4 separate regions of the Mus musculus genome follow, and regions 2, 3 and 4 are each linked to region 1. Evidence: chromatin contacts called from public HiChIP or PLAC-seq data. All regions are on one chromosome and are shown on one strand. The core of a region is the stretch at or near the end of the contact, and the rest is flanking DNA. Distances in the headings are between cores, read along the strand shown. Region 1 holds the start of Bace1 (beta-site APP cleaving enzyme 1). Region 2 overlaps Dscaml1 (DS cell adhesion molecule like 1). Region 3 holds the start of Fxyd6 (FXYD domain-containing ion transport regulator 6). Region 4 overlaps Tmprss13 (transmembrane protease, serine 13).

Region 1 (6,838 bases), core at 3,975-6,474:
TATTTCACACCAAATTGTAAGCACCCCAAAGGCTGGGACTGTTTCTCCTGTGAACACAACAGTTGCTCAATAAATATTTATCATATTGAAATGACTGTTACCAAATTTCCTTCCTAACAAACTACTCTTCAGTGTTGGGTCAGTGATGCTTATCCTAATGCAATGAGGTGCAGCTTTTCATTTGAAGTGAAAATGAGGCAGGATAGGAAAGTGCGGAAATTAAGGTTTCATGCCTGTGATCTCAGCACCAAGGAACCTGGAGTGCATGCGCACTGTACATTTGGGGACCAGGGGTGCTAGCTGGTGCAGTATAATTAAACTATATCCCTAGCCCACCCTGACTTTTCTTTCTTACTTGAGACAGGGTCTCGTCAGATTCCCCAGGCTTTGTGTAATTTCGGGAGTTTCCCCCGAACTCACTTTGTAGCCCAGCTAAGTCTTGACCTTCTGATCCTGCTGCCTCAGCCTCAGGAGCTGAGGTTACAGACCTGAGTCACCAGGCCCAGTTAACAGCTCTATTTCAACATCCTGTAGCTCACGGATTCATTCACTCAGCAGATGTCTGAGCTAGAAATTATCATACATATTAGAATATGAGCTTTTGGGTTGGTGAGGTGGCTCAGTGGGGGAAGGTACTTGCAGCTACACCTGCCAAGCTGAGTTCAGACCCTGGAACCCACACGGTAGAAAGGGAGAATCCTCCAGACTGTCTTCTAACCTCCACATGCAGTTTGTGGTATATGCACACACTAATTAATTAATTAATTAATAAAAAATGAACTTAAAGTTGTGTGGTGCTGAGGAATGAGCCTAGAGCCATGTGCTTGCTAGGCTAGTGTGCTACCACTAGACTACATCCCTAGTCCCAAGAGCTTGAAGTTTGATGAAGGAAACAAAAATAGTCATAGCACACTACACAACTGTAGGGGAGACATCACAGCAGAGGGATGCTCTCAACAGGCTATTCAAGACAATACCATTGTAGGAGAACAAAGGGTAAAGTAGGGAGGGCCTCAGCTTACTGACACAGCACGTGACCAAGGGTTTACCTTTCAGAGCCTGTTTTTCCTTCTGAAAGCTATGAATAATGTAGAGCGTCTATATGTGTGTTTGTATACATGCATATACATACTCATATACATATACATGATCGCAGAAAGAAAGAACAAATAAACAAAGAACCAAGTAAACTGGGCTTGGTGGCACACAGCCTTAATTCTAGCACTAGGGAGGCAGAGGCAGGTGGATCTTTTGGAGTTTGAGGCTAGCATGTCTACATGGTAAATTCAGATCAGCCAGGGCTACACAGTGAGGACCTGTCTTAAGCCAAGCAACAGAACAAAAGAAGAAGCTGGGTGTGATGGCGTACACTTCTAGTCCCACCATGCTAAAGGCTTTGGCAGAAGGCTCATGAATTGTGTCTAGCCAGGGGCTACATAGCAAGGGGTAGGAGTGAGGGATGCAGCAAAACAAACAAACCAGAACAAACAAAGATATGCACACTGAATTAAAATAAAACAAGTGTGTATACCAACCATGCCCTCCTGCCCTGTATCCTGGTCCACCAATGGTCCATTTCAACTTACGCCATGTCAGAATCACCAAGTTACCTCTGATGCCTTCCTTCTTCTCCACCCTCCACACGATGTCCCCAGCCTGCTCGCCTGTTTTGTGACATTCCTTGCATCCTGGCCTCCTTTCTCTCTCCCTCTTACCGCAACCTCACGCCTTCTCCACAGAAAGTGAGCTTCGCGTCTCCCGTAGCTCTATATTCCACTCTCCCTAAGATTCAGACGTCTGCTTGCTTGCTTCATATCATTCTCCAGTACAAATGATCTCAATTTCCCCCCTCAGAGCCGAAGTCCAAACCATATAGCCTGACATTTAAGGCTTTTTGACAGTTGGGCTCCGTTTTATTTACCTAAATTGATCTGGTCTCAGCATAACCCTGCAGTATCAACTGGCCTGGCTTTCACTTGTCTCCTGAACAAACACACATAAGCTCAAACACACAACTCATTCGTCTCTCGTTTCTCATAGTCTCTGGGCCAGAGTGGGGAGCAAGTGAGAAGCAATTACGGTGTGTTGGGAGAAGCGCCAGGTCCTGGCTAGGATGGCCCCATTCCTTTCCACCCTCCAGGACCTCACTCAATGAACACATACTCCATCAAGTCCCTTGAGCCAACTCTACCTTTGGCATCATTATTTCTCCTCATAGATCGGTGCTTCTCAGCCTTAAGACCTGCAGACTCCCAGACTCTGGGGTGGGATCATGAGAATTTACATGTTTAGCGGGTTCTAAAGATAAGAATCTACAGAGCATCACTTTTGTCAAAGGAGTACTTACATTTTACTTCCTTTTTAAAGCCTTTCATGCAGAGGTGTGTCTTCCATTGTTTTGTAGATTAGACCACCAAGCATGGGCAGTAACCCTCCAAATTCCAGAGGTTTGTGTTCATAGAACTCTGCCACCCTCCATCCCATTTCACTGCTTCTGATAGCCCCGTTGGGTAAGAAGAAGGCTCATCCTTCTCACAGGCTGCTGAGGGAAGGAACAAAATAGCCACAGAGCCGAGGCTGGCTGGAACAGGGTCGGGATCAGAGGCACGTGCAACCACAGAGTGCCTCTACTCAGGGTTCCCAGGGCTAGTGTGTGACCTCCAGCCCCCTGCTCTGACTTCTAGCTGGGAGGGGAGGGCACTGACTAGCCCTCAACAGCTACTCTCTGCCAAGGGCTGGGCTGGAGCACCTACATTGCATCTCAGGGGACCAGGGAAGTATGTACTAAATATACTCAACACGGTCCAGATTTTATGCTTCATTGCATAGCACAGAAGAGGCAGAAGTGGCCAGGCCAGTTAAGGAGAAGGAGGTAATATTTATTGGAGGTCAATTAACCCAGGGATTTCTTCTAGGCATGGTCCCCTACGTGGTTTCATTTAATCCTCACAATTGTCTTGCAAAGGAGGCCCCATTTCCCATGTTTTGAAGAGAAGGCAATAGCCAACAAGAGTTATATAAGTTGCTTAAGGTCACACTGCTGGGAAAAGGGAAGGCTAGGGTGCTAGGCAGACCCCCAGATTCTAGCCTGTCTGACCCTAAAGTCCTTGTGGCTTTATCACAGATCTGTGCAGTTGCACAGCACGTCACTAGAGTCCCACGTCTCCACATGTCCCCTTCCCTGACATCTTACCTTCTCTTGGCTCAGACTGAACTCTAGCTCTGACTTGGCTCCGACCCCCGGATTCCATACGACTTCTGGGAAGTTATGGTGTACAGCAAAGAGGAGGGGTGAGTGGGGGAGACCAGGACTTCAGAGCTCCCAAAGCAAGCTTGAGTGGTATAGACCCAGCAAGTAACAAGAAAGCAGGGGTCTGTGGTTCTCCCATATCCAACTGCCTGAGTGAAAGGAAGTGTGACTGTCTCCTCCCTGACCCCAGCGCACACACTCCCATCTTTCCACACCCTCCGTGGACAAGCTTTGTGGACACGGTCCGGAGCCACTGAGGGTAGCTCACAGAGATACACAGGATCAGACTCAAGGTGACACACAGAAGCACACGCAGAATCACACTGCCACCAACCAGTACCCAGACTCGCCCACGGAGGTGGCAGATGCACTCAGAGAGGTCAGCCAGCAACCCCACATGGGCCATAGCTGACTCAAGCCCACACTCCCAGTCAGCACAGGTAGAGGACACAACCTCCACCAGCCACCCCAGGTACCTTGGAAACTGTTGGAAAAGACGGGAAAAGACAGGGAGAAGTCCCTTCCCATGGCTGTGTGCCCATCCGTCTCAGAACCCTTGCAAGGGGTTTCTGGCTCCCCTAGGCTTATCTTTCTCAGACTCAGTACAGCTCTCTTCTGGCCATGTTCTGAGGCATGGGTGGGGGAGGAGCTAGAGTGTAGAGAGTGGGGGTTGGGATAAAGGAGGAAGGGACTAGGGGAAGCCAGAGTCTATTGGGACTTGGAGGCTACATGGATGTTACTAAGACTCTCACTTTGTTGGCTTATGGCAGCCCAGACTTAGAGTAAGGGGCTGATTGATCCAACTGGTGCCAGGATTTTGGGTTCTCAAGAAGATGAAGGTGGGGATCTTAGATACCCCCCCCCCCCCCGCAACACTAGAGTAGGGGAGAGTGTGGAGATGGAATATGAGAGACTCCGGCCACTGACACCTGTTACAGTGTCCCCGTGCCTGGCCCTTCCCCAGGGTCAGCCACCACTGAAGTGCTTTCTTGGGCGTGGGGGGATGGGGCAGTGGGAGTGAGAGGTGAGTAGTCAGTCCTGGGGCTTGGATGCCAGTGAGAGGGGGCGGGAAATGGAAAGGCTACTCCCAACCGGATCCTGGAGGAATAGGAGCGGGCGGTCATTCTGCACCCACTAAACAAACCATTTTATCAGGGCAGGCTGCTTCATCTCTACCCTATCACCCCTCTACCATGCATGAAGGAGGGTTGCTAGATCTGACCACCTTACCGTCTGTGGGGGGCTGCCTACGGTCATCTCCACATAGTAGCCCTGGCCGGACTTTCCCCTCAGGTTGTCCACCATCTCCACAAAGCTGCCTCTCCGGCCAGGCTCCTCCGATTCCTCGTCGGTCTCCCGGGGCAGCCTCAGGCCCAGGGGTGGCCCTGCCAGGCCGCTGCGAAGGGGCAGCCGGATGCCGAGATGGGTTCCCTGGGCAGGCAGCATTCCCGAGCCCACCCATAGCAGGAGCCAGTGCAGCGCTGGGGCCATAGTGAGCCCGGGCCTTGTGGTCCGGTTGGTGACTGTCCCTCTTGCCTGCCCCTAAGTCTGGGTGGTGGTGGCTTCTCTCAGGAGAGCGGCCTCGGCGGCATCAGGACTGCAGAGTCTGCAGGCCCCTCGCTCAGTTCCCGGTCCAGGCGGCGGAGAGTGGGCAGGAGAAATCCGTAGCGCACGAGAGGAGACGACGATGGCGATCCAGGGGACCCAGCTACATCTGGACGCCGGCCGCCAGCGGGGGGATCGGGCCCCTTGTGGGGCTGGGAGGGGCGGGCATGGCTATCCGAGCCCGTAGCTTTCGGGGTCTTCCAGGCGGGCTTTGCAGCTTGGGGACCGACAGGGACTCCGGGCTCCTACGGCTGCGTCGGCTGCTCAGGCCACCATAATCCAGCTCCCAGCTCCCAGCACCTAGGCAGGCTGGGGAGGCGGAAAGGCTTGTGGCGGTGGCTGTCAAAGCCAAAGGGTTTTTGCTTTTCCCTGGGATCTCTGGGAAGTGTAGTCTTCCCATGGCAGACAGCCCAGCTTCCGGAGCTGAAAGGGGTCTGGGATGCCCTCTGCCGAGATGGAGTTCACTCTGCAAGACCCTAGCGGGAAAGCATTTCCTTAGCTCTAGCAGAGCAAGAAGGAACCAATATCATACACTTCTCATCTGCTAGTCCTTCTTTCATTATTTATTTATTTATTTATTTATTTATTTATTTATTTATTTAGGGTACAGGGTCCTGCAAACATACAGTGTAGTCTAGGCTAGCTTCAACTTTGATGCAATTCTCCTGCCTCACTTTCCTGAATCAGCATTGGTTAACACCCCCCCACACCCCCGTGCGCACCCTGTCATGCATGCCAGCCACTTTACCCCTGCACAGGAGTAGAAAAAGAAGCACAGATCCCAAAAAGAGATTAACCGGGGAGAACTGTGATTCTTGCCACAGTGTGATGTTAAGAATTTTGGGGTAAGCTGGAAACCTGCCTCAAAAAACCAATAAATAGAGCTGGGCGTGGTGGCGCACGCCTTTAATCCCAGCACTTAGGAGGTAGAGGCAGGCGGATTTCTGAGTTCCAGGCCAGCCTGGTCTACAGAGTGAGTTCCAGGACAGCCAGGGCTACACAGAGAAGCCCTGTCTCGAAAACCAAAAAAAAAAAAAAAAAAAAAAAAAAAAAGAAAAAAAAGAATAAAATAAAAATCAATAAATAAAATAAAATAAAACAAAATTTGGGGGTATACCCCGGATGTTGAGGCACCTGCCTTTAATCTCAGCAGGAGAATTTCTGTAAATTCAAGGGCAGTTTGTTCTACATAGGTAGTTCTAGGACAGCCAGGACTGCATAGAGAAACTCTGCCTCAAAAAAGAAACAAAAAATGGGCAATCTAGAAGAGGTGACCTTAAAATTGGAAGTGTTTTCAGGAGCAGAGGCTGGAGGAGCAAGGTGAAAGGGACGAGAGTATTCCAGTCAACAAACCAGTCACTGGGATCCGACAGGGAGACCTGCCGCCTCTTCTGTTCAGAGCATTTAACCTGCCCCAGCTATGAGGTGGCCACCTCTTCTATGCCTGAATCCCTTTGTCTTTCTTTTGTTTGTTTGTTTTGGAGACAGGGTTTCTCTGTATAGCCCTGGCTGTCCTGGAACTCACTCTGTAGACCAGGCTGGCCTCGAACTCAGAAATCCGCCTGCCTCTACCTCCCAAGTGCTGGGATTAAAGGCGTGTGCCACCACCCCCCGGCCCGTTTGTGTCTTTGATGGTTTCCTGTCACGAATCCTCATGACCCATCTGATTACTTCCCATCAGTCAGAGTGAGGATCAGTTGCTCTCAAATTGGTATATCACTGGGAGACATTCCAGCATACTCATTGAGATGAAGAGCTTTGGGGCCCTGATAGCTTAAAACTGTGTGACTGTGTCATCATATCATTTATCAGAGGTGGAAAGCCCTCGATAAAATACAGCAGTCATTCTGATTAGGAAAAAAAAAGGTAAACTAGAAGGAAACATCTTAAATAAAGAAGCTGAGGGGCTCTCTGCTCCTCCCTGTTCCAGAGACAGACGCTTCTTCTTGTGCAGTGCCTGGCTCGTCCCGTAAACAAAATGGT
Region 2 (7,905 bases), core at 2,873-5,372, 370 kb after region 1:
GTTAGGGAGACTGTGTTCTCTGATGAACGACACCCTTCACTCACTCTTAGGAACTCTCCTCCGGGTCAGAAGATGCTGGAGGAGGAGAAGCCTACATCCATCATCATCACCAGAAAATGTCCAGTTCTATTGTCAGGACTCAAGGGCCCCATGGTGAAGCCAGGACAGTCTGGATGACTGATCAGGTCTTTCCCATGTTTACCCAGAACCCAGTGACCTTTGTAAGGATGAGTTTCTGATCTTCTGTCCCAGGGGAGCTACAGTCCAAGATGGTGGCAAGAAAGACAAGATGGCATGGTCTTGGGAGTCAGACAGAACTAGCTTCCAATCCCGCCCAAACCCTTAATGAGCTCATGACTCGAGGCAACTAACTTCTCTAAACTTCTGTAACAAGCAACAGGAATACATTAAAAAGCTACCACAAAGGGCTGGCACTGGAACGGAATTGAGCTGAGGTCTCTGAAGTACTCAAGCATTGTGGGAAGACTGAAGGAAACAGTCAGTGGTACCCAGACCACGGGAAATAGGTAAGAAACACTCCTTTTAGCATCCCCATGTGCCGAAAAGAGGCCAAAAGACCCACATTCAGATTCTCTTCTGCCATTTGTCACCGCTGTGTTTTTAGGCATGTCACTTTGCCTCAGAGCTTTAATGTTCATTTATAAAACGAGTCTGCTCTGTTATTAACTTGTGTGATAAGTGTTATTATTCTCAATTTTCAGAAGAAGGCTTTGAGAACTTGAGGGGCAGAAGTTGTACAAAGCTGCATCTTCGTGGGTGATGAAGGATTCTGACCCACAAGCAGCATCTTCCTGCCTTGGCCACACCAAGGTCATGGGAGACCACGCATATATACTTTGTTGGCTGTAGATGGTGGTACACAGCTGAGTTGCTAGGACCCAACTAGGTTTCCAAGAATCACTTTACATTGGCAGCTGAGACCTCGGACTTAGGTAGCCTGACCCTGCTTGTGCTCATTCTGCTTGACAACAGACCAGAGACAGGAGGTCAGAGAGACTGCTGTAGAAACCATGGCTATCTAAGCACAAAACATTTGAGTCTGGGCTGGATTATCCCCAAAGCACCTTCTCCAGTTTAAGCATCCATACTTCTAGGATACAGTCTCTAGGGACAAGATGGTACAGGTACCTTTTGCAGAATGAAGGCTAGTCTTTACCTAAGAACGCCTAAAGAGATGACATTAAAGAGAAAAATGAGTCCTCTTAGGCAGTCAAGAACAGACCCTGGGGTCTTTCCCCTTTAAGAGGAGCAGAACTTCTGACTTCTGGTTCAGGCTGTGTGAGGCTGGAAGGGGGAGGGATAGACAAGCCCCCAGAGTCTAGAAATTCAAAGATACCGTGACCCCCCTTCCAACATGAAATGCAGAAGCTCCTAATTGGAGCTATGCACGCACCCAGCACCGATCGCTCCATGATGCGCCTTTCAGAGACGGTGCAGAAGGCAGGCCTTCATTAAATCCGACACCAGGGAATTAATTCAACTCCCTGCCATCAGTCTGTCTCCGTCACCCTTTCCCCCTCGACAGCCCTGGCTCCTTGATCTTCCATACCTTCATGTCGAGAGAGTTCTACTGGAGAGGAAGCCACCCCAACTGTCACCTGAACTATGACTATATCCAGGGCCATGATGGGTCCCATGCTGGGAAGGCACAGACTGAACGTGACAGGGGTGGGAGCAGAGAGACATACATACTGTGATTGAAAGAAGGCAAAGGAAGTACCACAGCACGGGGATGCTTCACCCCAGCAGCAGAATGGAGGATGTGAGCTGATGATGAGAGTTTACTGCCCCTCCCCTTTATATCCCCCTCCCGCTTAGCTGTCCTTCAAACAGTGAATCTATAATTCAAGACTCTTTGGGAAAGAGTCATGTAGAAGAGAGGGCAGGAAAAGGAGATGAGGGGCTGCCTGGAAGCTATCCAAACCATCCATCCTTCAGTTATCATAGTACCTACTAGCTGACTACTAGACTGACCTCCTCACTTACCTACCACCTGTCTATAGAAGACCTACAGTCTCCTGGCCCAAACTATGGACCAAGATCCCTCAGCCAAGTTGAGTGAGGCAGGACCTGGGGCAGGTAGCATCCCATGAGCTATGGGATCTCCAGTTGTTGCCAGTCTTTGTTTGATCCAATATAGCAATTAATGTTGTCTTTACTTGTGTGGAGAATAGACAAGGCTGGGAGACACTGCCCAAGGGCACCATGTCTGAAGGAGCTTAACTTTTGAAACACTTAGTACTTCTGTCAGAAGTCCTTGAACAACTATCCCTTGGTGACACAAGAATGGTAACTTTTCTCCTGACCTCCCTGCCTCTTCACCCCCAAAGTGAAGGAGGCAGGCAACCACTCCTATAAAACCAAGGTGGAGAATGTAGATTATATGCATAGTAATTTAGAATAAAAGGGGTGGGATGGGTCAAGGAAGAACTTTCCAGAAAGAACCAGCTAGAGTCATCAGGAAAATAAGACAGGCTGGTCCAAGAAATGATAGCCATGAAATAAGAAATTGTTACCAGTGTCACATTTAATGTGAGTGATGTATGAGGCAAGGAGCCTGCTCAGAGGCCCCTGGCCCAGGATCTGAGTCCACCTTGTCCCTGCTTTCTTGTTGAGGGTCCTTCCCCACATAGACTCCCTTCTTTCAGAAGACCCCCTGATAGGGAATTCCTCTTGACTAGAATCAAATGATAAATTCAAATTAGAAACAAGACAAGCTGGCAATCATGGCTTCCTGGGGACGCGCAGACATCTTCACAAGGGTGCCGGGCATTTAGAACACAAAGTTAGGATTTGAGCCAGCTGATGCATCTCAGAAGGGGCAAAGGGCATCCTGCTGCTGTCTAGGTTATAGAAAGCTGCTATTCTGGTTTTGGAAATAAGAGCAAGGAGAGGTTTAGGGAAAGAGCCCAGAGTTGTTCAGAACCAGTGATGAGAAGGAGCCAACTCCATGAAGTAGCTCAGAAAGAAACTCGGGGCAGGGCATACTGGCGAGCAAGACTCCCTAGTTCCTCTGCTAGGGCCATCTCCAGTGTGAACCTTACTCCTGTAGGCCTGGGTTTCTGAAAAGATGTAATAAACCTAGGCATGTCCAGAAGCAAGAGCCAGAATGAGAGAAAATCTTGCCAAGTAATAGAGGGGATCGGAACAGAAATGGGGTGCCATCACAAGGAGAATAGGACCCTAGGGAGGGGGTACAGGAGAGGATGGGAGCTGTCTGCCAGTCTCTGATAGGCCTCCTGGATGGGCAGGGGCAGGGGCAGGAAGCAGGAGGACTCAAGGGTAGAACCCCTAGAAAGCAGATTCTAGATTTTAGTTCTTGCTAAGAGCTTTATGAAAAAGGGGCTTTCAGATGAAGACACGAATACCCACTGTGTGCAAGGGAGTCACACTGCAAGACAGATATCTAGATATCACACACGCACACATGCATGTGCACACACACATACACACATGCATGCACGCACTGATAACACCACTAGTTCTATCCTCTTTGTCAATATGATGAGATAGCCCAGTTTCAGAGGGTCTCAGCATGAGTCTACTCGGTGGAAAATGAGGCCAAAGCCCTTATGCTATAATATAAAAAGATACTTCCTTTTAATATTTTTTGTTTTGAGACAGTCTTACTACACATTCCACGCTGACCTCAAACTCAAGATCTCCCTGCTTCAGTTTCCCAGGTACTGGGATTATAGTTATATATCACCATGTCCCACTAGCAGGGCGCTTCTTGAGACTTGGTCCCCAGGTCCAATCAAGGCTGCAAATGCCGTCTTTATACATCTGCCAAGGGACTAGATTCAGTGATTTTCAAGGCTCCTTCTAGACCTCACAAAGCAGGTTTACTGTCTGTATGTACCGATGGGGAACTGGGTGAGGGGAACAGAAATGGAGGAAGAGGCAGGAGCAATCACTCTTCTGGGGCAAACTGTAATAAAGGTAGGTACCTCTAGGAGCCAAAGCAAGACACCAGCTGGCAGTCCCTGGGCCTCTGCCTGGGAGACCCTCAGCTTTACAGATCCCAGGGCAGGCTCTAGGGACACTGAGGGTGGGGCAGGAGATCATTTTTCCCTCTCTGGTTTCCCTGTGTGTGCTCCCAGCTTTCTTTTGTAACATGATCTGGAAACTGGGAGTGGCCTATCCAAGGGCTTAATTATGAGTGTTTCTCCTGGCCTCCCATCTCCAAACCACTTTTTCTTGCCCAGATGGTCACTCAATGGTCTGTGTGCAACTGTTGATCACCTGTCCCCAGGATGAAGGGCTGCTAAGACCCTACCAGGCTCCTGGCTTTGGGAAAGCAGAGACTGCCAGGCCGTGCACCCCATCGCTCCTCCCAGTGTTCTTCATTTTCAGTGGCCTCACGCTGGGTCTCCAGGCTCTCATTAAAGAGAGAAACAGATTATGGTAGGTCCCACGGCAGACACAGTTCTTCTCCTCTCATATTTATACCACGTTTATTGCTGTTATTTAACAACTAATGCACACCAACCCTCTCCAAAGTGGCTCTGGAAGAGGAGTTAGGAAACAAGTGTCCACAGGACAGAGCTGGGCAGCTGGTGAGTGCACCGACCTCCCCTGCAAGGCCCCCTCTCCTCACATGCCCCAGGATCAGCCTTCTAGAACCTTGTACCCTGCCATCAAATAAACAGCTTTTCTTATGAAATATAACAAGCATGCTAAAAAAAAAGAATAAGCATATAAATAAAGTAAAAAGTCCTGTGGTTTTGTTTTGTTTTGTTTTGGCTCTGTTTTTTCTTCAGATCTTTTTTTTTTTTTTTTTTTTTTTTTAGAAGAAACCATTTAAGAAATAAGGCGTTCTGAAGGGCCGTTGTTTCTTTCCTGAGCCATCCCCTCTGCCTTGGAGGTAAGCATTGCTGAGTATGGTGTTTGTTGTCTCATACATGTTGTAATGCTGTCGCTGCATATGTGTCTACCCAGAAACACTATGGAGAACTGGCTAGCATGTTTTCCAACTTTATACAAATGGTGCCACACTGCTTCCCTGCTTCAGCAATTTGCTCTCCGCCCACCCCTCTCCCCGTTCGCCACTCTCCCCGCAACATGTCCAGCCTAGTGTGCAAAGTTCTGGATCCTTTGCTTCCCCTGCCACATAGCATTCATTGTATAGACTGAGCAGACCGCATTTATCCATCCTCACTGGTTTCCCGTGTCTTTGCTATCATGGGCATGGCTGTGGCTACTACATCCATCCAGTCTCTTTGTGACCATTTTGTGAAGATTTCTTAGCACACACATTAGAGCATGTCTCTTACTTTGTCTGTTACCCTGCTGCAGGGCACCAACTTGTCCCCACACTCCCAACACCCAGCATGACTCTGATGGAGTTTATTGAACTCCATGGAGCAGGAAGGGACAGAAGGGCTTCCCCTGAAAGTAGCATGCACAGAAAGGCCGTGCCATTGTTTAGAGAGGAAGTGGAAACCGGAACCTTCTACACGCTTTCTGATGACTTAGAGGTCAATATACTTAGAGATAGCACGTGAAGGAAGAAACTATGCCCAGGAGTGGGGATGAGGAGAAGAGATCTCGAGAGGTCACCACGTCTCCAGTGTGAGCTCTTACGCTAATCCCGGCCCTCACACTGCAGACCCCAAACCTGCGCATGCCCAGACTGAGGCCTGAGAGCTGGACCTCTACCCTGTAGACTGAAGCCCAGTGGCAGCCTGGGGACTAGTGTCCAGATCTGAGGCCTACTGCCTGAAGTCTTCTCTTCACCCACTGAAGATGGTCCGTCATGTGGAGGATCATGGAGCTGAGAACCAGGTGGCCCCCGTGGGATGCCTTGTGAGAGGAAATGCCTTCAGGAAATAGGCCCCAGGAGGACAAAGTTGGTGTCTTAGGGTGTGTACTGGCCCCTCCCCTTCTTTAAAGATTCAAAATTTGTTTGCATTAAGCAGTTCTTACAAGGCCTGCCCCACGGCAAGTCTTGTGTACATTATGGTATCCTCAAATCTCATGACTCTGAAGTTCCTTGTCTCCCACCCTGTCATCCCAACAGGGAGTCACCCTGTTGCTCCCAACATCAGGTAAAGTGTTTCCCGGAGCCTCAGTTACCCATCTAAAAAAAACATACCAAACGAGAACAACCTGAAAGGGTCTTAAGGAGGTGAACTCAGTTAGTACAAAGGACTGCTTTCTTTAGCCAGTCGTGGTCTACAGGTTGGCCAAGCACATCCCCATGAGTAATGGGCTTCCACCATAAGGAAACAGATGAGAAGTCCTGGGAACCATGAGGTCACACCTAAGCCAAAACCTGCAGAGGGTCTCACTCCAGCACAGAAGCTGCCCCTGGAGAAGTACAGGAGTCGCCAGGCCTTCAAGTGGCCATCTATCTGTAAATGAAGGGGAGGGACTTCTATGTTCCACAAACTCAATGGAAGAATCAAATTTAATGCATATCAAAGTATGGCATAGACTGTAAGAGCACAATAAAACCTAGCTTATTACCAAAAGTTAAGTGTCTTGACACCAAATCTTTTAGATTGTGGACAATATACACATACATACATACACATATACATATATACATATATATGCAAATAGTCATATATATATATCTCCAGGATGAGACCCAAGTCTAAATATTAAAACCACTTCCATTTCAAGCACAGCTTGTGACCATAACCCGAAGGTAATCTCACACAGTATTTTTTAGTGTGACTGTGTTTTGCTGAAATCCATAAAGAAAAAGAGATCAGGTGTAGACTTTTCTATTTGTGAGATCAATTTGGTAGTTGTTGAGCTATTTCCTCAGAACTGAACATTCCTTCCTTAGACTTGGGATACCAAGGGAAGCTCTGAAAACCTATGCTGTTCAGGGAGTTCGGAAAGCAAAAAGACTCAGGCGATTACATAAGCAGTGAACACTTCCTGTGGAGAGGAGACTTTTCAGTGGAGCTGCCTGCAAGTTGTGCCTGAAGCTCCAAGGGTACAACCTTTTTTGGTTTTGGTTTTGTTTTTTCTGAGTCATCACCAATGCTGGGATAGCTTTTGGGTGATACAGCTTGGCTTTGAGTCACTCATCCTCCTGTAGGCAACCTCATAAACTCATTGGTTCTCCAGACTTGGGTGGGATCATCCCTCGGTCTGTCACTGGTCAAGTGAACAGACATTTGTTCGTGTCTTCCCAGGAAAAATCACACAGCATTGCTGCTCAAGACTCGTCAGATCTGGGGTTATTTCAGAGGTCTAAATTTTTTTTATTAGGAGTACTATGGATTATGGGACCAAGAGGGGGCTGGAGCATGATGGGAATGAGCCCTGTAGAAGAAAGGCTAATGCTTGTCCTAACATCCCTAAGGATGCTTAGCAATAATCTCTGGGAAATTTAAAGGCAGACATGGACTCCAGGACCTGAGGCTGAAGACCATCTGCCTTTTTCTGGAAACACCACTGAACATTCCCACATAATTCATGATCTTCAGTGGCTCCCATTGCTCTTTAATGATACATGACTCATGTAGCGTTGATCCCACTCACCTTTGATCTTTCCTGAGCTCCAATCAAGGCAAACTGTTCCCTAAGCATGAACCATGCTGTATAGCTCCCCAGGAGCTGACTCCTATGGTCTCCTTTACCCGGAACCCAACTGCCAGTGAGAACCACACAGGGCCTTTAACAAGCAGAGGCTCGCCCCAGTGATCATCAATTGAGAATGATGATGATGTCGTTGATGATGATGTCGTTGTTGTTGTTGTTGTTGATGATGATGATGTTGTTGATGATGATGTTGATGATGATGATGTATGTGTGTGCATGCATGTGTGTGCATGTGTGTACATGTATAGAAACTGATGTTCTTGAAAGCCCCCCAGGTGACTCTATACGTGACATCCAGCAGGTCTGCAACTCCCCTCTGTA
Region 3 (7,821 bases), core at 4,825-7,324, 470 kb after region 1:
CACTGTCACTACTGAGACAGTCTTCAGTTTATCAGCCTACACAGTGCCCAGAGGAATAGGGATGTTATAGCCAACTCATACCCAGGCACCTGACATGCACTGCTCAGCATGAGTCAGGGAGCCAGGCCCCAGCATCCCACCTAGTAGCACTATACCTAGTCCCAGCAAGTCTAAGTAACCAGTTGCATTATACAGAAGTCATGGGCTGAGTGTGGCTTGACCATGCACAAAAGAAATCACCCCCTCCTGGGTCTGCACATGCACACGTGTGCATGTGTGCAACACACACATACACACATTCACAGAGGCCAGAGAGCAGTCTCAGTAGCAAAGACAGTCCTGAAGTCTGCACCAGGCCAGGGATGGAGACCAGTGCCATGCCATCCTTCTCGCTAGCAGATCACATTCCAGGGCACTGGCATTCTCCCTCCGCTAGCTGCCTACTTCTGGAAGCACATCTCTGGCCTTCACGGTTCCGCCTACCATCTTCATGGATTCATATTCTTTCCCAGGTATGGGAGGGAGAAATGAAGGTCACTTGGGTCTAGTGCACCGAGGTTAAGGGACTCTTGACTTGACCACATTTGTCTGTCCCTTCCCTTCTTACCTTGTGCCTTGGTTGGCCGATCCCCAGAGTGCCACAGCTCGTGTGTGTGTGTGTGTGTGTGTGTGTGTGTGGTGTAATTAGTTAACTGATATTTCAGCATCGCTGTCTCTTTAAGTAGTCACAACCCACCCTAAGCTCAGAACACCTGAGAATCTCAATGGTGTATTTTAAGCGTATGAGGCATTTCATCACACTTTCCCCAACTCCAGGCCTTCACTTCTTCATCTCTGCCATCTGGGTCTCGTCAAGCCCCAAAATGGAGCAGTGAATCAGCTCACTCTGTTAACTTCAGCCTTTTGATGTCTTCCAGACTACCAAGGAAGAGACATTCCAAGACCATGCATGGGAAGAAAGGAATGGGCTGGGTGATGAGAACAAGGGCAGGATGGCTCCTCTACAGGCTCACCAGACTTCCTCAGGTCTTTAAGGGGGTGGGGATAGAATGTAGGATAGAATGTGGGAGTGGCCAAAATGCTGAGTAGGAATTAGAAAGAGCTTCTTGGAGGAATGATCACCATCGAGGAGACAGAACAGTGACGTCATCCTAAGGACAGCAAGATGGAGTCATCACCAATGACGTTCAATTGCTTTACAGAGCTCGCTCCACCCATCTCCAAGCTCATTTGACATATAAAGATAAAAAAAAAAGGAAGCCTCAGAATGGGTCTACAAAGACTGTCACCCCCAACCTCCAACAGGCAGGAACAATGCATGTTCTAGAAAGTCCCAAGGGCTTAGGGTAGGCACCTGGAGGGCACGAAGGGTAAGACCACGCACCTGTCATTACTCAGTGATAGACAGCCACACACAGGGGCTTTGACAGGGCCAGACTGGAGCTGAGAGATCCACAGATCCAGCTGAGAGGACAGAAGTTAATAGGCCATCACGGGGGCGAGAGACGGCTGCTGGAAAGTGAGAAGGTGTGTGGAGACGTGCAAGCACCTGCCTAAGTGTCAGGGAGAGAGGGCTATGTATGTGTGAGGAAGGGGTTGCTCACAGAAGTGTGAGTGTGCTTGTTGGTGAGTCGAGGGGCCCTCCTGTGGAGGAAGAGGGCCACAAGGAGTATTACAGGGTCTTCCTCCAGGAAGACAGAGAAGTAAGCAGATAGGGGGAGGGACAGGCCAAATCATTAGATCTGCCTCAGCAGGAATGAGTAAGAAAGAATGACTCCAGCTGAGTGTGGTGGCGCACGCCTTTAATCCCAGCACTCGGGAGGCAGAGGCAGGTGGATGTCTGATTTCGAGGCCAGCCTGGTCTACAAAGTGAGTGAGTTCCAGGACAGCCAGGGCTACACAGAGAAGCCCTGTCTCGAAAAACCAAAAAGAAAGAAAGAATGACTCCACAGCTCTACAGTCCACAGGGTTCTGTGAAACCCACAGGGCCTACCATACTGGAGAGACTTGGCATTTGTTAAAAGTGTCAATGAGTAAAACCGAGGGCTGGCTTTCCTTTGGAGCTGTGGAAGACAGGAATGTCACCATGACTCCAAATAGAACTCCTTGGTCTCCTCTCTGACCCTTTCTACCCAAACCATAGTTCTTGACTGTGCAGAGACATTCCTACAGTCCCAACCCGATCCCTGGAACTCAAACCTCTTCCTCCCCACCCCCTCACCCTGCCAGACATCTCGTGACAGATGTTTTCCTATGTTGTTTCCAAGCTGGCTTTATATTTCACAGGTCAGAATTCCTCTCCAGCCCCATTTTAAGACAGAGAAGATGTGGCTAAATGGCTCCAAGATTCTGTCTTGGTCAGAGAGGTCCGGCTTCTTTTTAAAGACAGAGATCAAAGATGAGGGGTGCTCTTGAGCAGACCCTCTAAACCGTCCAGAGTACTTCAAAGACCAGCCACTGCTGGTCCTGATTTCCCACTCTGCAGAGGCAGCCCCTTAGGCCCCTTAAGCCTTTCAGGGCCCATGTGTGTCCTAACAGAACAGACAGGTGACTCTTGTCCAGGAAGAGTCCCTCCCCCATCCAGCCCATGAAAAGCATAGCTGACCTTGGCTTCTCAGCCATTGCCTGGTTGGTGGTGAAAGAAAAGCTTTGTCCAGAGTGGTCAGACAGTCCTTTTCCAGCTCGCTTTAGCCACACCCCACCCCAATTCCTCACACACATTGGTACCTAAGAGGAAATCGATCTTTTTCAAGATTCTAGAACCCACACACATTTAAGGGAAGGATGTGGCTTAGAAATCATAACTAAATCCCCCATGGACCAATCTGGAAACAAACGCCTAAGATCTTGGAGGCCTCAGGTTACTTGAGCACAGACAAAGCCATTTTTAGGTTGCACCAAGAGACCTGTGGTGTGTCCAACAGGATATTTGTAGAATAAATGCATTTGTTCTTGGGGAGCACAGCGCTCAGGTGTGAGCCAAGGAGCTAGAACCTGACTTTTTGTGGGCCCCAGGCTCTGTCTCATGTGACTTCTGCTTTCCCAGGGCACCCTTCTCATCTCTCCTTGCAACATCTTCCAACACATCTACAAGGTCACTTTGGAAGGGACGTCCCAATTTCCAATGGATTGATAGACGCCAAGGAAAGAGGTACGGGCTGAGCAGTGTGGAATCTAAGATCTTGCCTAAGGACATAGGCCTCTGCCACTGCTGCTTATGGGGCTTTGACTCAGTTTCCCCACCCATGTCCTGACCTAATTCTTTCTCAGGCTCTGAGGACGGTGTCTTCTTCTTCACTGTCACGTTCCCAGAAGTTAGCATACAGTAGGTGCTCAAAACCATTCAATAACTGAACAAAATGGGTTCTCCAACAGTCCAAAGGTCAAATGGAACCCAGAGGGAAACTCTTCCCTCAAGTTCCAGCCACCTGAGGATAAGTCTTGATAGTGTCCTGGCAACTCAGCAGCCCTTGGCTTGCTCTCCTAGAGGCATGAAAATGACTGGAGGGGCAAGCAAGAAGCAGGAAAACTGGGACTGGGGTAGACCAGAACTCCACACACAGCTGAGAACCCTGTTTGGCATTTCTTTGGCTCTTCTCTCTCCCTCTCTTTATCTCTATCACTCTGTGTCACTGTCTCCTCTCTCTGTCTCTCTTTCTCCTTCTTTCTGTCTCTGTCTCTCTGTCTTTCTATGTCTCTGTCTCTCTCTCTCTCACACACACATATATCTTTGATCCCTGTTCCTTCTCTCTGCCCTCTTGTGTTCTCATAACAGGCTTCCCTCCCTTCCACAGAGCCTCCTCTGTTCAGAAAGGACCATGGGTGTCAAGGAAGGAAGAACACAGCCTGGAGAGACTTAAATCCTGGTTTGTGCCCAGCCATGGCCCTGGAGTCTGGCACCTAGCAGAGGGGTTTCTCTCCTAGGATGGTTTGGGAGCTTTTCTTTGGCTTTTTCCTGTAAGGTCCCTGGGAGAAGTCAGAGGTTCCCTTCTGGGCTACTCCTTCTTGATACTCTAAGTATCCAGAATAAGGCTGAACAGGAAGGAAAGCACTCTCTGTCTGCTTAGCCTCACCCAGCCTGGTGTGTGTGTGTGTGTGTGTGTGTGTGTGTGTGTGTGTGTGTGCATGTACATGCGTGTGTACATGTATGTGTCAGTTTGTGTTACAGGTGGAGTCCCTGCATGCACACACAGAGTGAGGGCTGAGTATAAGTAACATGCATTTGGTACAGTTACTGTGTATGTAGGACAGTTGGTACAGTTACTGTGTATGTAGGACGGTTGGTACAGTTACTGTGTATGTGGGACGGGATGCAGGTCGTCTATTTGGTGTGGGTGTCGTATGTGTGTGGTGTAGTTGGTGTGTATGTGGTGTGTAGGGTGCGGGATATATTTGCCGTTTATGTGGTGGGCTGTGCATTTGGTGTCTTTGGCTTGATGTGTTGTGGTTTCATGATGTGTTACTTGGTGTTCATGTGATATAAATGTGTATGTTATGTGTGTCCACTATGCTAAAGGGCTGTGAGGGTTGACAGGTATGTGAGGCTGTGACGATATTGTGTGTAATGTGTGAGCACTTGTGTTTGTGGTGCTTGTGGTGGTGGGATGGGTAAAGGGCCAGGCAGTTTAGAACGGGAGCCAGACATAGGGTGTCCTCCTTTAAAAAGCAAAGGGTAACCAGTATCTAAGCAACCATATTGGGGGGAGGGGAGGCAATTGGAGGTGAGGAATGGGCAGAAATCTGAGGGAGGTTGAACTGGAGGGGTTTCCATGGCAACCATGAGACAGGTCACGTGCAAAAGGCCAAGTTGGAAAACAGATACACACATTCATACATCTACAATATGAGGGCAGTCAGAACACTAGTGCCAAGGGTCCTTGAGAGGGCTGAGATGCCCACTGGTCCCACTACAAAGGTAGAAATCCCAATTCCAGTAGCGCGGGAAGACAGGTTAGACAAAGGAAATAAAGACAGAGGGTACATTGATGGAGCCAAGCCTCCAGGCATCACAACCTCTGGGTCTGGAGGTTGGTGGCAGCTTGGGTGGGCCGGTATTTCCAACCTGACTGCTCCTAGGAGCAGACGCCCAGAGACCCAGTCTCTCAACCAACTCTACAGAAAAGCCCTGGGCAGACATAAAGCGGGGAGGCTCCGCCAGGGCCAGCCCCGGTTGGGAACGATGGAGATAGGGTACTAGCAGCCCTGGAAAGAAAATCGAGCTGGACAGACCAAAAGAAGGCAATGCAGTCAGATGAATCCCCTCATCCTCGAACCCCAACGCCGTCTACAGGGCCTCTTCGCCACTCCCGGAGCCCACGCCCACACCCCACAAGCACCAAGCCAGCAAATTTCCATTTTGTGTGGCCCATGTGTCCACATTCACATTCCTTCATTCCCGGGTCCTCGCATCTCCATTCCCCGCAGGGTCTCCCGCTTCCGAGTAACAAAGGGAAGCTCCCCTGCTAAAGGGTCCTCTATCCTTCTGGAGCTCCTGATGCAAGCTCAGGGCAGCCTCAAAAGCATTTTCCAGCCACCAGCATCGCCCACCGCCATTGCCTGCAACCCCATCCCGGTATCCTTAGCTTTTGGAAGCTCATCTACTTGTTTACATCTCCAAATCCATTTCCCGCCGCCCAGGCAGGGACCTGGGCACACACCCACTGAAACAAACAAGACTCGGAGGAACCTGGCGCTAGAGTGACGGATCCCCACCCAAGCCTCCTCCACTCGGAAGAAGGTGCCAACTTTGCCCACCTCCCTTGCTGCTCACCTAGGCGTTGGGTCCCCTCCGAGCGGATCCCAGAAGGACTAGCAGAGTCCAAGCAGCCGGGAGTGGCGCGCTGGGGGCAGGGCGGTGGGCGCGGCTTGCAGCTTTCCCGCCTCCCAGAGGGGGCTGACTGGTTGGCCTCCCCGGTCGCCCTCGTCCACTGGCTTCTGGGTCCCCTTGCAGACCCCTGTGATGTCGCCCGCGCCCTTCTCTCTGCGAGCTCTTCGCAAAGGGAAGTGAGGCTTGAAGAAGCAACAGGAGACGCGCGGAGGAGGCGCCCAGCGCCGGAGCGGATTTGCCAGCAGCTGTTGCTTTTTGATTCTCCCCCCCTTTGGTGAGGGTAGGAAATGAGCCAGACCAACACCGTGACAGGGCTGGTGTTTTTCGGAAATAGGAAAATCAGGGGAGAAAGGCAGAAAAATAGGAAACAACGGAGCATCAGCCACCTGCAACCTGCGTTCATTGGCTGTGTTCGCAATTAGCATGAATGGGAGCCAGAGTTAGGTGGAGTGTTGTTTGCAAATAGAGCTGGTGGGCTGTGGGGACAAGACCCTCACATGAACCAGGGTTTTGCTGCCCAGAAGCCCGTTTTCAAGACACCCATCTCCATCCCTAACTCCGGAAGGCTTTAAGAGTAGCTCTCCCCAGCCTAGTCACTAAGAGTCAAAATTCGAGGTGACAAATTAATTTAAAGATTTACATCCTAGCTCTGCAATCCTACCTGTAGCATCAGTATGAACACTCATATATGGAGTGTTCCTTTCCCTAATCTAGGAAAGGGAGGTGAGACTAACTCCCAGCAAGGGTTCCATTGACTAACTCTAAGTAATGATAGAAGAGCTTGCAAGAATGGACAGAGGTCACCCCACCCCACCCCACCACCCCCAGCAGGTTGGTATCCAGGAAGCTCTGTAGTGGGGAAGGCTGTTCTAATTAGCCAACTGAAGGGATGCTGTAGGGAGGCTGGCCTACCCTGTGCTGAAGCATTGAGGAGAGCAGCTGGCATCAGCCAATTCTAGGTCTTATCACGAGGCTTTCCTGACAACCCCTACCCCAGAAATAATGGGCTCTACTAGCAAGAGCCCAGCCCTGCCTCTCCAGCACCACAGCACCAGGACAGTTACTCATTTGTGAAGAAGAAGAAGGAAGAGGAGGAGGAGGAGGAGGAGGAGGAGGAGGAGAACAACTCTTTTAATCCCAACACTTGGGAGGCAGAGACAGGTGAATCTCTGGATTTGAGGCCAGTCTGGTCTAAAGAGAGAGTTCTAGGACAGCCAGGGATACATAGAGAAATCTTGTTTCAGGGCATGAAAATCTTCCCTTTTCAGAGGAAAAGGAAGAAGAGTTGAAAGAGGAAGAAGAGGAAGCAAACAAACAAACTTGATAATTCTGTGGCCTTTCAGCTTGGTTGAATCACTTTAACAAATGGTCCAGTCTCAAAGGCCAAGGCAAAAAAACAGATGGGAAGTCAAGGTTGCCCTAGAACTGGCAGAGAAGCCATCAATGGCTACCAGGAAGAAACTGGGTTACCTTGCTTAAGGGGAGTCTGTAGAGGATAGTTTGACCCCTTAAGCATAGGACCTTGGGCTGAAAAGACTCCACCCTGGCCCAGTTTCATAATCACTAGGGTTCCTGTGACAGTTAAAACCCTTTTATCAAAGTCTGGCTCAAGTCTTGCCAATCCACGTGGCTCCAGACAGCGGCCTGACCTTCTGTCCCAAACTTTTCCTCTGTAAGCTGAGGACTGTAATCTCCTGTCCCTTTCCACTTGCTGTGGGTGGGAGAAATGAAACCACACTGCTTACTAGTTCCCTGTCCTGGGCAAGCAGATTGGTCCTCCCTCCCAGTGCCCTTGAGTCCTGACATTTCCCACCTCTAAGTTGTCTGTTGGAGTCGCTCCTTGTAAGTGGTTGCCAGCTCAGGCTTTACAGGCCAGTTTGGGAAAGGATAGGCTGACGGGTCAGAACTTCTAAGCCCAACCACCTGTTGGTTCAGCCTGTCTCCTGCCAGAGAACATGGCCAAGCTACTTCCGGGCCTGTGTCTGATGCTGCTG
Region 4 (7,864 bases), core at 2,648-5,147, 490 kb after region 1:
TTTTTTTTAACACATGGATACTTAGCTGTGAATCTAACCAATTAGATGGTGGATGTGTATACTCAAAACTAAAAAATCTGTAATAATTTTTGAAAGAAATAAAAAAGATCTAAATATGGAAACATGTCATATTCATTGATTATAAAATTCAATTATCAGTGACAGATTCATTCTTTCCAAAGTGATGCATAGATTTAACACAATCTCAAGCAGAATTCCACCAGGATTCTTCATAAATACAAAGGAGTTGATTCTAAAAGTTATACTGTAAATGTAAATAGACAAACATAGGCTAAACAATTTTTTTTAATAATAATATGAACATGGAGGATTCACTTCACCCAGTTTTGAACCATATAATAATTAACATGGCTGGTATTGATTAGAGGATAGGTATGTAGGACTGAGGTGGCAGAGCTCAGGGAGGGAGACTTGCCTTGAGGTACTGCATGCCCGCCCTAGCACTGAAGAATGAAATAATAATAATAATAATAATAATAATAACAGATCAATGGGACAGAATACAAAGTTAGATATATATGAACACTAATACATTCTATTGAGCTTTGCTAAAGCACAAAGACAATTGGATGAGAAAGTTTAGACTTTCCAGCACAGGATGCTGGGACCTTGGATATCCTTTTGCAAACAAACAAAACCAAACCTTAATCTACATCAGTATCAACAGTGTGATAATAGATCACTATCCTGATTATAAGACATAAAACACTAAAAATTTTAAAACATCAAGTGATATCCTCAAGGGGTTGGATTTGGCAGTTTTGGCTATAACAAAGTCTGAAAAGAAAGTTAATGAATTGATGCTAAAAAGTTAAAATAATTTTTTTCTATTAAGGATACAGCTAAGAAACTGGAGCAAGTCACAGAGAAAGCACATTTCTAACAAAGACTCCAACTCATGTATAGATATAGAACTCTGAAAATCTATATTAGCTACTTTTCTAATCACTGTCTCAAAACACCAGACAAAAGTAACTTAAGGGGAAAAGGTCCACACTGGCTCACGATGGCGGCGGCGGTGGTGCGAGGCAGCTGGTTGTATATCTGAGAAAGGAGAGCTGATACACAGCTTTCTTTCTCTAGCCACATTCAGGGTGGGAGGAGCTTCCACCCTCACAAACACACCTGAGGAGTTTCCATGGTGATTCTAAGTAAACAATGAAGGTTAGCCATCACACAGCTCAATAAGAATCAACCAAAGGAATGGTTAAAAAATATTTAAACAGCACTTCACCAAAGACGATCTATAGATGGCAAATAGGCACACAAAAGAGATTATCAGTATCAAAAGTATTCAGAAAAACACAAATTAAGACATCAGAGATATCATTAGACATTGGTTATATGCCTTAAAAAGTACTGACTATATATACCAAAACCAAGATGATTCAAGAATCCCACCTGTCATCATTTCTTTCAGAGTAATGAAAACTTATGCTCACATAAAAACCGGTATAATTGTGTATTGTAATCTATGTTCAGCTTGGTTTTTATGTATGCATATTTGTGCAAAGCTCTTAAGAGAAGCAAGCTTGTACCTGCTGGGGAAGTGGCTTTGGGGTTGGACAGAGAAGAGCCACCTGAGCCTGACCAGAAGTGTGGCTTTTCTGAGACTCTTGGAGGTTTTTCTCCACTTGTGCATTCTTCCGGGTGGTGCCCATGTAGACACCCAGCCTGGAAAGCAGTCTGCCCTGTGCTCTGAGGGAAGAACACGAAAACAGATATTGTTCAGCCCTGCTGAAGCAGCTCAGTCAGATAAATCTGATGTAAGAAGATCTGTGACTTTCCTTCCACCTTAGCGAGATGAAGCAAATTCCCGCCGGCTCTGTAGAAGTTTGGAAACCCAGGACGAGAATGAGTGGACCATTGAGCATGGAGCATTAGTACCGCTCACTCACATGGCTTCCTATGGAATGATCCTTACCAGTTCATAGGTTTGAACATTTGGTTCCAGCTTGCAGGTAACAATGTTATTTGGGGAAATTTGGAGTGCAATTGTGGAACTTTTAGGAGGTTGTGATGGTTTGAATAAGAATGATCCCCATAGTTCCTATACGTGAATGCTGAGGGATTAGCACCATTTGAAAGGATTAGAAGGTATGGCCTTGGTGGGAGTGTGTCATAGGGGTGTGGGCTTTGAGGTTTCAGAAACCAGAGTCAGTCTCCATGGCTTCCTCTTCCTGTTGCCTGTGGGTCCAGATGTAGAACTCTCATCTTCTTCAGCACCATGTCTGCCTGTGTGCTGCCATGCTCCCCATCATGATGATAATAAACTAAACCTCGGAAGCCGAACGCCAACTGAAATAAATCTATTGTAAGAGCTGATGCGGTCACAGGAAGAACAGTGACTAAGACAGAAGTGGAGCCTTGCTGGAGGAAATGGATCTGGTTGGAAATGGATGTTGCCAGAGACAGGGGCAGAGGAGTGGCTAAGGCTGGTTCCTAACAGAGTGCCCTCTGCTTCCTGTCTAATGCCAAGATGTAACGAGCCACTCTGCAGTCCCGGTTCACTCTGCAATCCTGGTCCACTACGCCTTCCCCACCAGAAGGGACTGAAACTTCCTAAAACCATGAGTGAAAATAGACTCTTCCTCTCTCTGCTGTGGGTTATTTTTGCCACCAAGAGAAGAGATATAGCCCACATAATCATGTACCACAGAAGAGAAGAGAGCGTGGGCACATCTCCCAGCAACATCATCACAGAATGTATGGACCACCAAGAAAGGTCAGCCAGAGGCCCCGAGGAGGAAGGGAAAGAGTTGGTGGCATGGAAGTTGGTGATTTTGTCAAGGAGGGATTACTCTACTGTGAAGAACCACAGAGACTTCAGTGAGAGGAGAACTTACAAATGCCCACTGGACGTAACAACATGGGCATTCGTGGGCAGAAGGCTGTGGGAAGAGAATTAGCTGAGGATATGTGACCCTTACAGCTCTAAACTTGCCAACTCCATTGGCGGGTCAGAGGCCATTGGTCGAGACACTAAGCTCTAGAGGAAAATTCTTCCATGTGACAAAGGGAACAGGTGAAGTTCACTTGCTGTTTTGTGGCTTAGAGAGATGGCCAGCTGGATAGCCACCCACCCTAGGTAATAGTATCTATTCCTGAAAGAGCAGTTCACTGCTTAGAAAACTTATACAGAGAAATGGTAAGTTTACTAGAACTTAAAGATTGGGTCACATGACCACTCTTCTTTGTTTGCTGAAGGGATATAGTGACAAACGAACTAGATAGTCTCTTTGTGTCTCTTGTTTTTGTCTACCATCCCATTTAATTCTACAGCACGCAGGAGAGATACACACACTTTGCTTATGAGGAAATAGAGGGATTGGCTTGCTGGGATCACATAGTTAAGCAAGTGGTGAAGCTGGAATTTGCATCTCCAGGTACTCTGGGTCCAACCTCTACAACAGTGTAATTAGAAAGCACAGGTGTGGCTGACTCTTGGAGACTCTGGATTGTGTAGGGAAGGCATCCTGTGATGTCTACACTCCGTCTCCTATTCGGAGGAGTTGAGCTGTCGAGGATCAAAGACCAGGCCAGACCTTTATCTTTCTGGGAGGCCTGTTTTAAACAAAGCTTTGTTCCTGGGTGGTCCAGGACTGATCATCTATCTGTACATGGCCCTCCTAGGTTTCTGGGCAGCTGTGCGGCAAGACCAGGATGTTGTTTACTTCCTGGGCTGAGCCACAGTTTTTCCAAATGACAGGAGGTGAGGTCCCTTGCAGAGGAAATAGAGAATGAATGGTATGTGCCTTTTACAGACCTTGACCCAGATCAAGAAGACAAAGACTGAATGACAGCTTGTTGTAGTGTGACAGGGCTTCTTAGACACCGTGCACTTGGGAGCAGGGCCTCTTCTGACTCTGGATGCCCTTCTCCAAGGTTCTGGAAATTGCCAAGTCTAAGCTTCTCATCACGTCCAAGGGTTTCCACCCAGCTGTCCCTGGGGTGTTTTTCCCTTCCTCCTATCCTGGAAAGATACACAGAGCCAGGCCCTACTGAGGTCTCAGGTTAGAGGGGCTTCACCTGGGGTTGGGAGTAGGCTAGGTGCGGAGTGTAGGGGGAAAGCTTCCACAGCCACAGATTCACAGTGCAGCTCTGGCCCTTGAGAGCCTGTGTTTTGGGAGGTGCACTTCCTTGTTTCCTTGTTTACAAAGCTGGAATGGTTACCACGTGCTTTGTGGGATTACAGGTTTACAGGAATAATGGATGTCAGGTGCTTTGCTCAGTGTCTGACACAGGCAGATACTGAATTGCTGTCCCTGTCCTCCTCATTGTCATTGCTGGGAGCATTCGTGCATCTCCTCCAGTTCTCCCAATTGCATCAGAACAAAGGAGAGCAATTATGAGAAACAATGGCCCCCGGGAAGCTAATCAAACCCCAGAGGCAGCCAGATCCCCAGCCAAGCTGCAAGTGGCTCCTCTCCACAGAGTTCACCAACCCTGTTCCCTGCAGTTCCCGGGGCTCTCATTTGCATCCCTGAGAAACTCCTCAGAAACTGACCAGGCTGGCCTCGAACTCAGAAATCCACCTGCTTCTGCCTCCCAAGTTCTGGGATTAAAGGCATGCGCCACCACTGCCCAGCCCCCGCCACCTCTTTTATGTAAGATTTTTAGCCTCTATGGGTGTCCTGGGCTGAAGAAATATATTTTCTGTTTCCTTTGTGGTGCTTGATTATTTTTTCCTGTACGATCCCCATGCCTTTCCCTACTTGCCTATCAGCTTACAATCTGAAGTCCGACATACCCTGCAAAGAGTTGGTTATGTGGAGAAAGATGCACAGTAGTGGCCAAAGTCTTGTTACTCAGCCCCAGTTTTGGCTTTTCTTAAAGTGAACGGAGATATGTGTAGCTGTCCTCTAAAGTGAGTATGTACTGCCTCAAAGGCTGTCATTCCTGGCCCCAAGGCCTCTCAGCGACACTGTGGTAGGCTCACAGGGATCGCCTCTGAGCCAGGCAGTTAAGAAATGGGTGTGTCTTCTACCTGGTTTCCTTTGCACCAAAAGCAGACAAGAGGGCCGTGACAGTCACACAATGGAAAGACCTAGGTCCTGGAAAGCCCACGTGAGAGAAAGCCTCCAGCTGAGGGAGCACCCCAGGGACCTTTTAATGGATGAGAACCACACTCCATTGGAGAGATACGCACACTTTGCTTATGGAAAAAAAAAAAAAAAAAAAAAAAAAGGAATCCAGTAGCCACAGCCCCTGCCATCCTTATGCCTTCTTGAGCAGATGAAGCAAGAAAAGAGTCAGAGGAAGGATCACCTGGGCATCGATGAGAGATGCAAATGACATAGATGTAGCATCGGCCAGGCACATGCAGACCTGGAAAATGCTGGCTGTGGCAACAGGGATGCTCAAATGTGGCAGTGGTGCTGGACAGCCATTAGTGGAGACATATCTGTTACAGCTAGTGTAGTAATGCTGGTTCAGCAGTGGTGAACACCATTAATCCCAGCAGAGACAGATCGATCACTGAGTTCAAGGCCAGCCTGGTCTACAGAGCTAGTTCCAGGACAGCCAGGGCTACAGGGAGAAACCCTGTCTCGAAAAATAAACAACAGCAAAAGTTAGGGAGAAGCATGGAGGAGTAGATCTTGTAGAAAAGGCCACCGACGCATCCCTCTTGTAAAGAACTAGGTCATCACTGGGGCTTATAAGCACCCTTCTTGCTGAGATAACAAAGGCAGAGGCAGAGGACGAGGGGAAACGTCTGACCCTAGAGTGCCTGCCCCATGCCACATCTACTTTAGGAATGTTCACTTCCTCTTTAAAACTCACTTCAAACTTCTCCTCTCTGGATGAGGCCGGTGGCTCATATGTCCATGTTCCAAGTGTGGTACCCACACTTAAGCATCCCTTCCATCACAAAGACTAGAGAGTGCTGTACTGCTTGTGGATTGTCTGGACTTAGCATCAGTACCTGGCACCACTGAGCTCTGCTCTCATTGGGGAAGGAATCAAAGAACAGATGTGCAAATGGGTGAGCAGAAGCCAAAGATGAGAAAGTCAAGAAGAATCATGTCCAAGATGCCTGGGCACTGGGGCAGAGTGCAGGCCATCTTGATGTTTCTACCTACGTCATCAATGAAGCACCCAACAACTTCTTTGTGCCACACGATTTTATTATGGAAGCTCATTGCTGGGATCTTCTGCACACATGGATGCTGCCCGCCTCCTTCCCAGCCTTGAAGAGATTCCCTTGTGTCTCAGCCCTGTCTGATGCTGCCCAACCACTCCAGTGACCTCCAGCTTGCCTGAGCTGTCCTGAGCTGGTCTGATCTCCTTGAACTTGCCTCCGAGACTCAGTATCACAGAAGTCTGGTAGGCCCAAGGAAGGCTGAAGAGAGTGGAGCTGAGTAACAACAGGTAACCAAGAGAAAAGGCCCAGGGAAGACCAGGAGAATGGCCAACTGAGGCCACTCACAAGGGCTGTTTAGAAGTTCTGAGGACAGGTCTTGCATTCTCTTCATGGCCTTTTAAGTCAGTACAAAGTCAAAAGATGAAGGATGACAGAAGCAGACTTCATTGTCAGCCCTTGGGTGTAAACGATGCTGTATGTGTGGACTTCCTCAGAGGTCCCAGGAGGCGAACCAGGGCAGCACACACATCTTTATTTCTTCTGGCTGGCTATAGTCCTTGGAGGCTAGACCAGTATGCACTGGATTTTTCTGTCAACCCAAAGGAGGGTTTTCTTCCCTGAGTATTTCAAAGGTCCCTAGTCTCTCCACTGACCTGGAGGTGTCTGTCCTGAGGATTTCATCAAGGCACTTCACCTGATTTCATGAAGCCAGTAATATATCACAGGATGCTTCAGTGGTATAATATATTATAGGATGCTGCAACTCCCATGGGTCCCTTGGAGTTCATGAAGTAATTCATGTAAAAAAAAAAAAAAAAAAAAAAAAAACCTCCCAAGGTCCCTAGGATTTTTGGAGACGCCTTAAAGTTACATCTATTTCTATATTTTAAATATAAAAATAAAATTCATCCCAACAGCTTGTGACCAAAGGCACAGCAAGCCTGAGTCACAGTCATTACCTAGAGATGGGCAGCTACAGCAGAGCCCAGCTCTGGAGCCCACAGCAGCTGCAAGTGACAGAGAGGGCCGGATGCTTGCTCACAGATGGTAAAGGTTTTCCACGGAGGACAGATGGTCCGGGCACCGACAAGACAGCCCCTGACAAAACTTGCTGCTGTCCCAGCACAGCAATGGTGTTACTGGCTGTTGGGTGTCTGACCAATCCTGGCTGGCCTTCAAGTCAGAGTCAGAAGAGCGACAACTGCTGTTGTCATGTTCCAAGTCCTGCCCAGGCTCATTTTTGGCTCCACCTTCACACTTATGGACTCGTAGGAACACACCTGGTGCCCAAACTCTTAACTCCAGATCTCCAGCCTGGGATTCTGAGAAGAGCTGAGTTTTCCTGTTTTCTGAAGAATTTATAATAGTAACATACCACACCACACACACACACACACACACACACACACACACACACACACACACACGATGCAAACACATACACACCACATACACACTCTCCCAGAGACAGCAGACAGCAGAGGTGGAAGAAACAAAGGTGCCTGGTGGTCACTGGTCCAGATGCTGCAAATGGCCCATCCCTGTGCCCAGGATCTTCATAGCAGTCAGCAACGTGAGGAGGACATGGTTAAGATTTCCGGAATCGTACCTCACTCTGAGGAAGAGACCAGAAAACAGGGTAAGCGTGAAACACAGAAACTCAAGGACTAGAGAGACCAGGGCTTCCCGTACAGTCCAGCTGAATGCTAGTTAGCATCTTCTCTGAGAGAGAGGGAGTGCACTCCGAGGCTTATGGCA

The links. HiChIP or PLAC-seq counts read pairs in DNA pulled down with a chosen protein or histone mark.
Region 2: an H3K4me3 HiChIP or PLAC-seq map of embryonic limb bud shows a contact between it and region 1, with 4 times the contacts expected there. The contact joins the enhancer-like site here to the promoter of Bace1 in region 1. A contact is called at or near these places in 1 of 39 promoter capture datasets (embryonic stem cells) and 5 of 115 datasets of contacts at active chromatin or transcription factors (embryonic basal ganglia, embryonic forebrain, embryonic hindbrain and 2 more).
Region 3: a contact with region 1 is called in an H3K4me3 HiChIP or PLAC-seq map of forebrain, with 4 times the contacts expected there. The contact joins the promoter of Fxyd6 here to the promoter of Bace1 in region 1. A contact is called at or near these places in 4 of 39 promoter capture datasets (cranial neural crest, embryonic stem cells, hippocampal neurons and 1 more) and 9 of 115 datasets of contacts at active chromatin or transcription factors (craniofacial prominence, embryonic basal ganglia, embryonic forebrain and 6 more).
Region 4: a contact with region 1 is called in an H3K27ac HiChIP or PLAC-seq map of VIP interneurons, with 5 times the contacts expected there. The contact joins the enhancer-like site here to the promoter of Bace1 in region 1. A contact is called at or near these places in 2 of 39 promoter capture datasets (cranial neural crest and hippocampal neurons) and 8 of 115 datasets of contacts at active chromatin or transcription factors (VIP interneurons, craniofacial prominence, embryonic basal ganglia and 4 more).

The regions. Positions count from the first base shown.
Region 1 is chr9:45,836,931-45,843,768 of GRCm38.p6, reverse strand. Bace1 (beta-site APP cleaving enzyme 1) reads right to left here and starts at 5,224. Exons shown (of 9, transcript NM_011792.6): 1 at 4,481-5,224. The coding sequence starts at 4,741. It also overlaps the pseudogene Gm7286.
Region 2 is chr9:45,461,993-45,469,897 of GRCm38.p6, reverse strand. The region is part of intron 3 of Dscaml1 (DS cell adhesion molecule like 1); the gene reads right to left. Among named protein-coding and RNA genes, the nearest start is that of 4833428L15Rik, 35 kb to the right of the region's middle. Within about 2 kb of position 4,122, at least 11 of the 459 cell types and tissues checked have an H3K27ac peak or open chromatin away from gene starts, as enhancers often do. A contact at or near this core is called in embryonic limb bud, where this site is marked.
Region 3 is chr9:45,368,438-45,376,258 of GRCm38.p6, reverse strand. Fxyd6 (FXYD domain-containing ion transport regulator 6) reads right to left here and starts at 6,074. Exons shown (of 8, transcript NM_022004.6): 1 at 5,771-6,074.
Region 4 is chr9:45,345,849-45,353,712 of GRCm38.p6, reverse strand. It overlaps Tmprss13 (transmembrane protease, serine 13), which reads right to left. Exons shown (of 13, transcript NM_001013373.2): 13 at 6,132-7,721. The coding sequence ends at 7,695. Among named protein-coding and RNA genes, the nearest start is that of Fxyd6, 20 kb to the left of the region's middle. Within about 2 kb of position 3,897, at least 12 of the 459 cell types and tissues checked have an H3K27ac peak or open chromatin away from gene starts, as enhancers often do. A contact at or near this core is called in VIP interneurons and embryonic stem cells, where this site is marked.